2 separate regions of the Urocitellus parryii genome follow, and region 1 is linked to region 2. The links are chromatin contacts, called in public Hi-C maps. All regions are on one chromosome and are shown on one strand. The core of a region is the stretch at or near the end of the contact, and the rest is flanking DNA. Distances in the headings are between cores, read along the strand shown. Region 1 holds the start of LOC113198780 (olfactory receptor 4D9-like). Region 2 holds the start of Mrpl16 (mitochondrial ribosomal protein L16).

Region 1 (6,308 bases), core at 2,569-5,068, 250 kb before region 2:
GAACAAGGCCCTGAATTTTAAAAATATATAAATAAAAGAGCCAGGCACAGTGGCTTGGGAGGCTGAGACAGGAGGATCATGAGTTCAAAGCCATACTCAGCAATTTAGTGAGGCCCTAAGCAACTTAGTGAATCCTGTCTCTAAATTAAATAAATAGGGGGGGTGAGGATGTGTCTCAGAGGTTAAGCGTCCCTAGTTAGTTCAATCCCCTGTAATAAATAAATAAAAGTGTACTATTTCTCCATCAATGTCTGAGGTTGGCATCAAAGCTCAAGTCTCCCAAATTAGGGTCTCTCTACCTTTCATAGTTCAAATACAAACAATAAAAGAGCCCTTTATGCATTATCTGAAAAACTGCATGGGTTCTGATTTTCTTTTTTTTTATTATTATTATTTTTCAAAATATTTACTCTGAAGAAACTACATAGCCACTTTTTTAAAACATTTGCCAGCAATTAAATCCTCTGAGTTATTGCTGGATTAATTAACAGATGGAAGTAAGACTGCAGAATTAGCTTTGTGTGGCTTAAACGTCAAAGGAAAGAATTTAGGAGGAAAGTGAGCTCACCACAAGTTCTATTCTGGAAAGAAAATAGGAGGAAAAGTCCTGGAGGGCCCAGAGAGCTCCGTGGTGAAGAGCAGGACCAGGGCTGGCCTCTGTGTGGGCAGGGGAGGGTACAAAGGCATGTCCTTAGAACCGTGAAACAGACTTGACTCAGTGACTCAACGGAAGGGGAAGCAGCCGAGCCCTGTTGTCATTGTGAAGCAGCGATGTGGGCATTCGAAGGGACAAAAGAAGGCCAGGGAGAATAGCAGGTCAGAGTCAGGAGGTAAAAAAAATTACAGAGGCCTGGTGAGCGCAAATGCGATTAGGCAGGCAGGTCTGGGGCAGCGGTTCTCAAAGCCAGGATTAGGCCCTCCTGCAGAGGCCCTGCAGAGACAGAGGCAGAGGATCCGGCCTTCCTAACAAAAGACCAAGAAATGGCTCGCAGGTCCAGGAGAAAGAAATTTCTGAGGCTTTCAGAGACACTTATGCACAACTGCGAGCTCTTTTTAGTAAATGCTTTAAGAAAGGGAGGCCAGGGCCCACGGTCAGGCTTTTCAGGAGAAGACACAGTAAATTCTCCTGGCCGCGTTGGCCTTCTTGGGCAGGCATTTTAATGAGGATCTGGGGCCATCCCAGGGACACGGCCTTATGACCTTACACAGCTGGAAGCCATGTGTCACGATTGGGTCTTAAATGTGCCCCAGAGGCCCAAGGACTGCAGGCTTGGTCACCAGCCTGTGGCACAGTAGGGAGGTGGTGGAACACTTAGGAGGAGGAGCAGAGCAGAAGGAGGCAGGTCCTGGGGGCATGTCCTGGAGGGGGATGTGGGGACCCCAGCCCTTTCCTCTCTCTTTTTGCCCCCTGGCTGCCATGAGGTGAGCAGTGGCCTCTGCCCCATGCTACCACCTTGAGGTAATGTCCCCGTGCTGCCACAGGCACAAGGCCACAGGCCCAACCACCACAGACTAAAACCTCTGAAACCAGCCAGAATAAGTGTTTCCTCTTTTTGAGTTGTGTAGACCCAGGATTTTGTCACAGCAATGAAAGCTGACTAACATACCATGCTAGATTTTGGTCTAGTACAATTGCTTTGGTCTGACAGTTCTGCAGTTCTCAGGAGCATGAGGAAATGTTGTGGGGTGATGAAAGTATTCATTATCCTAATTATGGTGGTTTCTCCGAGATTAGAGAGATGATAGATAGATAGATAGATAGATAGATAGATAGATAGATAGATAATGTATGCACGTATATATAAATACACACACACACACATATATTATGTATCTTGATGTTAAAACCCATCAAATTCTATCCTTTAAATGTGTGAAGTTTATTGTAGGTAAATTACACCTCAGCAAAGCTGATTTTAAAAAGCAAAAAGAAAGCTACAACAGGCAATTTCACTTTGAGCAATTAACAAAACCACTATATCCAGATGTGTATCAACAACCCAAAGCGTTGTACTTATTTTAAACTTATTTCACACTCTTTGAAACAGGGTGCAAAGCAAGGGAAAGAGTTGAATTGGGATTTGGAGGAAGTAAAGTTTGGTAATAAAAGTTTAAAAAGTGTGTACCTTTGCATTATGTTTTAGACCTTTTTATCCTTTGGCACATCTGTTCTTTAAAAAAATAAAAATAATAGATTTTACTTCTTAGAGCAGTTTTAGGTTCACAGAAAAACTGAACAGTAAGTGCAGAGAGTTCCCATATACCCGCTCTCTTCACCACCACCAGTTTCCCTAATCATTAATAAAATCTTTCATTAGTGTAGTACATTAGTTAACAATTGATGAACCAATATTGGAGTGTTATTATTAACTAAAGTCCATAACTTACATTAGGGATCACTCTGTTGTACACTTCAACAGGTTTTGACAAATGTGTAATGTCATATATCCATGATTATAGTATCATCCAGGATAGTGGTAGCATCGATTACAGTATCATAGGCAGCTTATTAGAGCATCAAACAGGGCAGTTTCTCTACCCTAAAAACCTCCTATGCTCCACCTATTCACCCTTCCTATCCCAGCCCCTGGTGAGCACTTACCACTTTATTGTCCCTACAGTTTTGTGTTTTTCTGAGCATGTCACATACTTGGAATCATACAGCTTGTACCTTTTCAGATTGGCTCCTTTCACTGAGCAATAGCATTTAAGTTTCCTCCAGGCCCACCCAGGCCTTGAGAGCTTTTTTCTTTTTACCAGTGAATGATATTCCATGGTTTAGAACCACATATCTTTTAAATGCCAGATTTGACCATATCGGCGATTATTTCAAAGAATTGTATTTTGCAGGAAATCTATAATAGTGCATTTTAGTCAGTATGACTCAAATAATGTCATTTGGAAGATTAGATTTGATCAATGTAAATAAGAGGGAGAGAGTGGTCTGCGGTGAACTTGGGTTAAATAAATTTAAACTAGCATCTTTACTTCTCAGAGAATTCACTAAATTTTTTTCAAGAGGACTATAGACTCTATAAAATTTTCCAACCATGAAATTTGTTAAGTAGAATTTTATGAACATACCAATAGATGACTGTCAATCAACGGACATCATTAGAAATCCACTCTTTATTCCACTCTGAGAGAACTGAAGAAACACCAATGGTTTGGATGTGAAGTCCCCCAAAAGCTCACATGTGAGACAATGAAAGACAGTTTGGAAGAGAAATGGTTGGGTTATAGCTCTTAACCTAATCAGTAAATTAATCCCTGATGGGATCAACTGAGTGGTACCTGGACACAGGTGGGCGTGGCTGGGGAAAGTGGTTCATTAGGGGCATGGCTATGGGTATATACTTTGTACCTGGCTAGGGGAGAGTCTCTCTCTCTCTCTCTCTCTCTCTCTCTCTCTCTCTCTCTCTCTCTCTCTCTCTCCCTCTCTCCTTCCTAATCACCATGTGAGCTGCTTCCCTCTGCCACACTCTTCCACCAGGATGCCTCACCTTGAGCCCTGAGGGATAGAGCTTGTTATCTATGGATGGACAGCTCTGAAATTGTGAGCCCCTACATATTTTTCCTCTTCTACAGTTGTTCTGGCCCAGTCCTTTAGTCACAGTAGCAAAAAAAGCTGACTAAAACACCAATTATCTACCAAGGACAGCTTACCTTAGGCATCCTTGCCCACGTAGAAAATGGCCCTAAAAAAGTAACATCCCAAGCACACAGACTTGACTTCTCTCTGTTTTCAGTGATGTACCTTCTATAACAAGAGTATTTTCTCCCCAGGTGGTTGAAGAAGTAGAAGAAACATGATCCAATGGAGCAGGGAAATTACACCAGGGTGAAAGAATTTATTCTTCAAGGATTGACCCAATCCCGAGAGCTGAGCTTGCTCTTATTTATTTTCTTGTTTTGTGTGTACACAGCAACTGTGATGGGGAACCTCCTCATCATGGTCACTGTGACCTGGGAGTCCCGCCTTCACACCCCCATGTACTTCCTGCTCCGCAATCTCTCTGTCTTGGACATCTGCTTCTCCTCCATCACGGCTCCTAAGGTCTTGGTGGACCTTCTGTCAAGGAGAAAGGCCATCTCCTTCAATGGGTGCATCACCCAGATGTTCTTCTTCCACCTCCTGGGTGGGGCAGACATTTTCTCCCTCTCTGTCATGGCGTTTGACCGCTACATGGCCATCTCCAAGCCCCTGCACTACGTGACCATCATGAGTCAGGGGAGATGCACGGCCCTCATCGTGGCCTCCTGGGTGGGGGGCTTCGTCCACTCCATCGTGCAGATCTCCCTCTTGCTCCCGCTGCCCTTCTGTGGACCCAATGTTGTTGATGGCTTCTACTGTGATGTCCCCCAGGTCCTCAAACTCGCCTGCACTGACACGTTCGCTCTGGAGGTCTTAATGATTTCCAACAACGGCTTGATCTCCACCCTGTGGTTTGTCCTTCTCCTTGTGTCCTACACAGTCATCCTGACCATGCTGAGGTCACACACTGGAGAGGGCAAGAGGAAAGCCATCTCCACCTGCACCTCCCACATCACTGTGGTGACCCTGCATTTTGTGCCCTGCATCTACGTCTACGCCCGACCCTTCACCGCCCTCCCCATGGACAGAGCTGTCTCCATCACCTTCACTGTCGTCATCCCTGTCCTGAACCCCATGATCTACACCCTGAGGAACCAGGAGATGAAGTCAGCCATGAGGAGACTGAAGAAAAGACTTGGGCCTTCCGAAAAGCAATAGATGCTATGAATTCCAGATTGGAAAATAAGAACTGAAAAAAATATTTCCTTATGACACAATAGAAAGTTCCCTTCAATATACCATCTTGAGACCGAATCTTATCCTTGCTCTACAGCGGAGTCCTCTACTAAGTCTTCCCTGAGACAATCACCTCTGTAAGTTTTTCTCTGGGTGAGACTGATGGCAAATTAGAGCTTCACATCTATAAACTGTCAGCTCTTAAAGGAACTCAGATGCTTACACCATCCAAACACCTCGTCTTCCAGGTGAGGGAATAGAGTCTAAACAGAAATCATCTCTTGACTTTGGAGTTGTGGTAGCCTCGTGGGTTGCCTAGGAGATAATTAGTAAAATGACTTCCAGGGACAGAAGTAAAGTCTATAACACTCACCTACTTCTCCTTAGGTAGAAGTTGGTTTTCCATCACTAACCTTGGAGACTTTGGTTTCAATTTTTCTAAGGAAGCCTCTGAATTTCCTTTGTATAAGATGAGGGAAGTTTCATGTTCTATCAAAGATTTCCTAGTTAATGAATAGGAGAGGCAAGACTCTCAACTCTCAACTGAGTGTTCCTGCTGCCTCAGACAGGATTTGTCAGAATCTGAAACTACCTCGCCTATAAAAATGTCTCCTCTGTGGTAGTATCCTGAGAGGCACTTGTTGGTCCTTGCTTCACAAAAGAGGACATATTGTAAGACTTGGGATTCCTGTGAGAATTTCAATGTCATTTTAGAGTCATTCATTCCTGATCAGACCTCCAGGAAGAAAGGAATCCTACCCCACCTGCATCTCTAGAACATGCCTGGCTCGCACATGCCCAAGAAACAAAACCTTAAGAAGAAAATCTACTTTCCATCATTCAGGGACTGATCGGCTAAAGATGACCAATCTGCCCATTCTCCTCATTCTTTATAGGATTCTCTTTAGCACCACCTCTTTAATAGAAGGAAGAAATATCATTTGATCCTAGTCATTGTCCGAGGAACCTATTTGTTAGGTGGAAATTGGAAATGAATTAAAATTTGGACTGGATATGTTGATTGGCCTGCCACAACTCAGTTTAATCTGCCAGGTGTCTAGTATAATGGAAGGGAAGTAAAGAAAGGTTTGTATGGTGTGATCTAGGAGGAAACTCAGGCAAAGGGAACCTGCTCTCAAACAAAGCCCTTCCCAACCATCTGTGTCACTGCTTACTGTTTCTCTCTCATTCTGACCTCAAATTTCTGTTCTTGGGGTATTTCAAACATTAAACATGGTTCACAGAGAACGTGCCACAACTTTTAAAAAGTATATACAGCTCCAGGTCACAGCAACCTCAGCTTCCAATTATAGTGTTGGTGGTCACAGCAGGGCACGGGAGGGGACGTGTCTCTAAATCCACTCTCAGCAGGACCTCTCGGGGGATTGGTTCTGGTGATCTTATGGGACGATTCATTTTAGGTGGACTTATGGAAGGCCCAGGTATCCTTCCAGAGTAGAGGAGAAGTAGCACAGGAATGCTTCAGTGGAGGGACCCAAAGGGGATCAATCCAAGCCCAGGATGTCAAAAGTAGCCT
Region 2 (5,962 bases), core at 2,128-4,627:
GTGGGTTTTATTATGTCTCCCTTTTTTAGAAACCATGCCTCAAAGATACATATGAAAATGTAAGTTCTTACTAAGAAGTACCATGGAAGAAAAGCCTAGCATATGGTAATAAAAGAGTATGGTAGACCCATTCCAGTGGTGAGCCAGGGTAGGCCTCTGAAGAAGTGACATTTAAAGCTGAGGACAAAATAATAAAAACTAGTTAAGGCAAGAGAATGAGTTCCAGGTAGAGGAACAGTTTATGTAAAGAGCTTGCTGAATGGGAGTAAAAGCCAGAGTGGCTGGAGAAGTGGGCATGAGGTTCTAAGAGGTCAGCAGGGGCTATTCATGCAGGCTGATGAACTTTGAAATGTCTCCCTGCTGGATGAAACATAAAGCTCAGTGCACCTGTTTGTATAGCTACTCAATTAGTTTTTATGGAAGTTACTCAACAAATAAAGGAACAGCTGCCTCATAGCTGAAGTTGTGGATAGTTTTATTTTTACTGAGAGTCTGAAGAGATCTCATGGTCTGGCTGGGCAAATTAGTCTCTCTTCTGCTTTTATATTATGGTAGTTCCCCCAACTCCTTCATAGTTTCTCTTTCTGTGGTTTCAGTTATCTACAGTCAACCACAGTCTGAAAATATTAAATTAAAAAAATATGAAGTAAACAATTCATGAGTTTTTAAATTGCATTTTGTTTTGAGCAGCAAGATATCCTCTTCCACTCCATTCCACCTGGACATGAATTATCTTTTGTCCAGTATGTAACTGTGCTATTTAGGCCATCTATTAGTCACTCAGTAGCCATCTAGGTTATTAGATGCACTGTCATGGTATCACAATGCTTGTACATAGGGTTCAGCACCATCCATAGCCTCAAGCATCCAGTGGGATACTAGGAATGTATCCTTCATAGATAAGGGAGAACCACCGTATTTTCATTCTACATTTAAAAAGATATATGTATACAGGGTACCTAGTAGCCTCTATACATCTGTTTAAAGGGCAGCTAGTATGTGGCATCCCTGTGAGGCACTTCTAATACAGACTGGAGGAAGAGACTAGAATTGAAGACTTTGAAAATTTTTTTGTTTTTAATCTGTAGCTTCCTTCACTCACCAAAATTGCAAAATTGCCTTCTGTGAACTCAGTAGCTTCAGTTGAAGGTCCCCGTATGTCACTCAAATTTTTAGGTTCTCTTCTTACTTTTGGCACAAGTGGTACCCTTTCAACAAATTTAAGCTTGGGCTTTTCAGGGATGGAAATATCTAAAAGGAACACAGACAACCAAGAGTAAGTAAAGCTACATATCTCTCGAAAGAGTTATAACAGTAAATGGTAACTCTTAAGGAGTTACCTTTGGATAATAATTCCAAAGAAATATTACATTTTTCTTGTGAATGCATTTAGTAAAACTGCATTCTTCCAGCTATTGACAATGGTTAATGCAATTGCTTCTAAGTCTTTGAAGATAGCAAAGTTTTAACCTTGAAGCTAATGTGCATTTTTTAACCCCACTCGGGGGTTAACACCTATTAAAGGAACTGTTTGGAAATCATTATTTCTCTTAATCTTCACAACACTTTCATAGCCTTGGTATTTTTTTTTTAAACATTTAACACACATAAAGGTCAGTTAACTATCTGAAAGTGAATGCATGAGACAAATACATCACTATCACCCAGGTCAAGAAACATAATTTAAGGTAGAAAGTGTTTTTAATCTCTATAGATGAAGAACCTTAGGCCTGGAGATGTTTTGTAATTTGGTCTAGACTATCCAATTAAAACAGCAAAGCCAGATAATATGATTCTTTTTTAAAAAATAGTTTACTGCATCTCTGGATGTTAGGATAAAAGCATATTTTATTGCATATAAAAATAACTAAGTTCTTCATTTCTGCCACGTTTTTGTTGGAAAACTTACAACTTAAGAATCTTATCAATCAATGTACTGTCTTTGATATATGTAGAGGCTGTTATGCTGAGACCTGCACAATTCCTAATCTGTGCCCCAGTGTACTGGGTGAGGTTGGGTGGGCATAACCTCAGACCAGACACTTGACTTCTTTATCTTCTTTCCTTGGCAATTTGAGGGGTAGGGAATCAAACATCTTGTCATTTATGTAAAAAAAAATCTCGGTAGTAAAACAAGTATGGCTCCATGATGGAATCATAAAACAGAGGAGACCTCAAAGAATGATATTTGATATAATTATCAGTGGAATTATAAAATTATTACTATTCCAGGTTATAAAAGCTGCCTCCCAGCTTTCTCATGCAGCTAGAAATGAACTTGGTAATGCTTTTGACTGTAAGTCAGTATGTACTTCCCAGAACATAAAGTGATTTAACAATTACACGTTGAAGACCTTCAGATAGCCACATGCTTTTAATTGTTCTGAGATTTCCAGTATATTAAAAAAAGAATGGCAAATTAGTTTACAAAACTGAGGCTTATTGTAAACTTTTATATTTAATACATTAGCACTTTACATAATATTGTTAAATGATTGCATACATGCAATCACCTTTGGAGAGAACATCAAAAGTCCAAATTTGAGGCCAATTAGTTTTGGCTGATTGGACCATGGGCCACTTACCAAGAATAGGCTATAGGGGAACCACCCACTGGCTTTTTGCTCCATTAAGAGCAGGGAACTTTTATGGCCCCTCGTTATTTACCTCTGGTGTTTAGAACACCGACAATATAGTATGCCTTCAACGCATTATTTACTGAATGAGTGAATGGGGACAGATGGCACAAGGACACCCAATGTCTTCTACTTTCTACTGGGTTCCATCAGAGAAAAGACCAAGAGGAAAGTGATAGACAAACTCTCACCTTCAAAGGATGGCACCGGAAGCAGAGTCTTTAGGCCAGCACTGGCGGGCAGGGCTGCCCTAGGATCTACAAAGACAAATAAAGTTGAACCAGGCGACAAAGGCTGAGCTAAAGGTACTTTTGACAGCGCCTAGAGGGTTCCGTTAAATGGGCGCTCAGGCTTCCCTGAAGAAGTCAGCCTGGAGCCACCCCGCCACATGGCTGTGCCCCTTTGGAACGGAACCCTAGAGCGGAGGTGGCGGCGGGAAAGGGCAGCTCCCAACCAGCTGCAGCTAGCACCGTTTTTTGGATTTGGAAGAGGCAACACTGGAGGGCGCGGGGGGGGGGGGGGGGAGAAGGGGGAAGTCTTCTTTAGGACCCAAAGGGACTTCTGACCTGACACGGACACCCGCAGGAGCGGCGCACTGGCGCGAGACAGCAGCCTCCACATGGTCGCGGGCAGCCAGGTTCCCTCCGCTACCACCAGAGTTTCGTTCTCCCGGGTCCGGAGCGGCGCCTCAGCGCCAAGTTAATGTGCTGAGGATACTGCTTAGCCCTGCCGGAAGTTGTGTTCACGCAGGTCCACTCTGCACAGAGTCCCGCCGGAAGGGAAGAAACCCGATCCCGGGAGCTTCGTTCCGGCGCTGCTGTCTGCGGGTCAACATGAGTCCCGTCCAGCCACTTGCGCGCGTTTTCTTGGCTTTGTGGCGGCTTCTACCCAATCCCGCGTCTTTTCCGAAGGCGGAAGGGCTCTGAGTGTTCTCCTTTGAGTACCTCACCGTTCAATCCTGGGGTTCGCTTAGCAGTCAGCTCCTTACTGCGTTACGCCCCTTCTCGAGGGGAACCCTGGGGAACCACCTTAGGAAGATACCAGGGACCGGTCTTTGGTTTACCGTTTTAGAGACTTGCCATGTGTCAGACGAGGACATCCTGTTGTATTAGTCCTCCCAACAATTCCCCGAGACGAGTAAGTCATCCTTGCTTTGCCCATTCCATCCCTAGAGTCAAAGGATTTGCCTTTCTCGGGGTCTCACCACGGAAAAAAAGCAAAGTCAGGATCTGTGAGCCCAGCGATCCCAGGGAAAGGACAGTAGCTTAAGTTAGTCAAGTTACGGTGAAATAACGTGTCACCCTTCTGGGAGAGTGTTGGGTCAATTATTTTTACGAGCCGGAAGCTTTCTAATAATTGGAATGAGAGAAGTTCCTTATCCAAGCTCCTAGGACACAAATGGGATTAGCAAATGGAGACTGATGTCTGTTGTGCTTAAATCATAATAAATCTGCATGTCGCCTTCCCCTGAAAATTAATGTCACAAGTAGCAGCAGATAAGACTCGTCGTGCCTGTGGAAGTATTGAGAGGACTCTATTCACAGTTTGATGGACCTGCACGCTGAATCTGTTTCCAAAGAGTTAACAGACTTTATTACATCCACCTCATGACCCCATTTTAACTTGATTACTTCTGTAAAGACCCTATCTCCAAATAAGATCACATTCCGATGATGGATTGGGGTTTAGGACTTGAGCACATTTTTGGGGGACACAATTCAGCCCACAACAGATGCCATTCCTCGGAAGTCACAAATGGCGAGAGATCAGGGGCAGACAAGATCTTCCTTGACTGATAAAAGCATTAAGTGGGGGAAATAGACACCCCTTGCCCATTTTGTTTTCACTACTCTCTACCTAAAGCAGGATTGAGCTGGGAGAGGGTAGGAGCTCTGCCTTTGAATGGAATTCATAGTTAAGAATATTACACTTTTGGACATTTTAGGTACTGATATGAGAAAGTTTTCCTTGACTAAAAGTAAAAAAAAAAAAACAATTTTAAAGTTTAATTTTAAGTTGTGGAGTAATGAGAAAATGGCAAGACACAGCAACAAAAACCAGCCTCACAGAGATGGTTGGCTAAAAGTAGTATACTGAAGTTGATTTTCACTAGCATTTTCTAAGTCCCATTTACTTTAATTTACAAATTGGTTATAGATTAGTTTTCCTTTTTAGACATGACTAATATCAAGCTTTTTCTCATGTCTTTGATTTTACCCTCCCACACACACCTTTTGTTTTGCAATACTAGGGATTAAACCCACCATCTTTGAGCATACTAGGTAAGTACACTGTGTCTAAAGTACATCCCCATTGTAGTTTTTGCATTTGCAATTTTCTTGCTTGTATGTTTTTTCTATATTTTACTCATACTGTTTATATTTTTTCTTATCAGTTAAAAACTGCTTATTATTTGTTAAATATATTATCTTCTGTGTGGTTGTGCATATTCCAATTTTCTTTTCATTTTGTCTGCAAAATGACTTAGTTTTTTTTTTTTTTTTTTAAGGTATGGCCATTTCTTTTTCTGCAGTAAGGTCTTCCAGGAATTCTGTTCTCTTAAGAGAATTGTACCTCTGCAAGCATTACAGATTTTATTTTACTGACACAAAATAATGGTATGTATTTATGGAGCATGATGTAATTTTTTATATTAAAAGTAAGACCTTTTCTTCATCAAAAGAAACCATTAGAAAAGTGAAAAGGGGAACCCATTCACAGTGCAGAAAATGATATTCATAACATACACAACAATATATGAAAAATTGCTCAAACATAATCAGAAAAAGGATAGACAAGGGGAAAATGGGTAAAAACCTTACTTTACAAAATTGTTAATCTGCTGGAGTTAGGTCTTTTATAGACTCTTATGCATGTTAACACTTGATTTTATCTTTTTAATCGATGTTTTAAATTGGTGCATTACAGTTATACATAAAAGTATAATTGATTGTGACATGTTTATGAATGCAAATGACATAATTTGGTTTATTTCATTCTGCCGTTCCTCCCCTGTCCAATTCTTCCCCTTTCCCTCTCTGTTCCATTTCCTTTACTTCACTGTTCTCACTCTATTTTCATGAGATTCCCCTCTCCCCTACTTTTTAAAATTTGTTATTTATCTCTTAACTTCCACATACAAGAAAATAGTTGACCCTTGCTTTTCCCCCACATCTTCACCAACATTTACTGTTGCTTGTATTCTTGATAATTGCCATTCTGACTGGAGTGAGATGAAATCTTAGAGGAGTTTTGTTTGCATATTAACACTTGATTTTATCTTTTTCCTCTAATTGCTAAAGATTTTGAACATTTTTTTTCATATA

Evidence for each region. A called contact is a pair of places that touch in the nucleus more often than the background predicts.
Region 1: a contact with region 2 is called in a Hi-C map of muscle, with 2.6 times the contacts expected there. The contact joins the promoter of LOC113198780 here to the promoter of Mrpl16 in region 2. A contact is called at or near these places in 2 of 2 Hi-C or Micro-C datasets (liver and muscle).

What each region holds. Positions count from the first base shown.
Region 1 is chr4:13,581,199-13,587,506 of mUroPar1.hap1, reverse strand. LOC113198780 (olfactory receptor 4D9-like) reads left to right here and starts at 3,818. Exons shown (of 1, transcript XM_026411628.2): 1 at 3,818-4,753. The coding sequence starts at 3,818. The coding sequence ends at 4,753.
Region 2 is chr4:13,331,983-13,337,944 of mUroPar1.hap1, reverse strand. It overlaps Mrpl16 (mitochondrial ribosomal protein L16), which reads right to left and starts at 3,377. Exons shown (of 4, transcript XM_026411659.2): 1 at 3,203-3,377; 2 at 2,828-2,893; 3 at 1,103-1,251. The coding sequence starts at 3,257.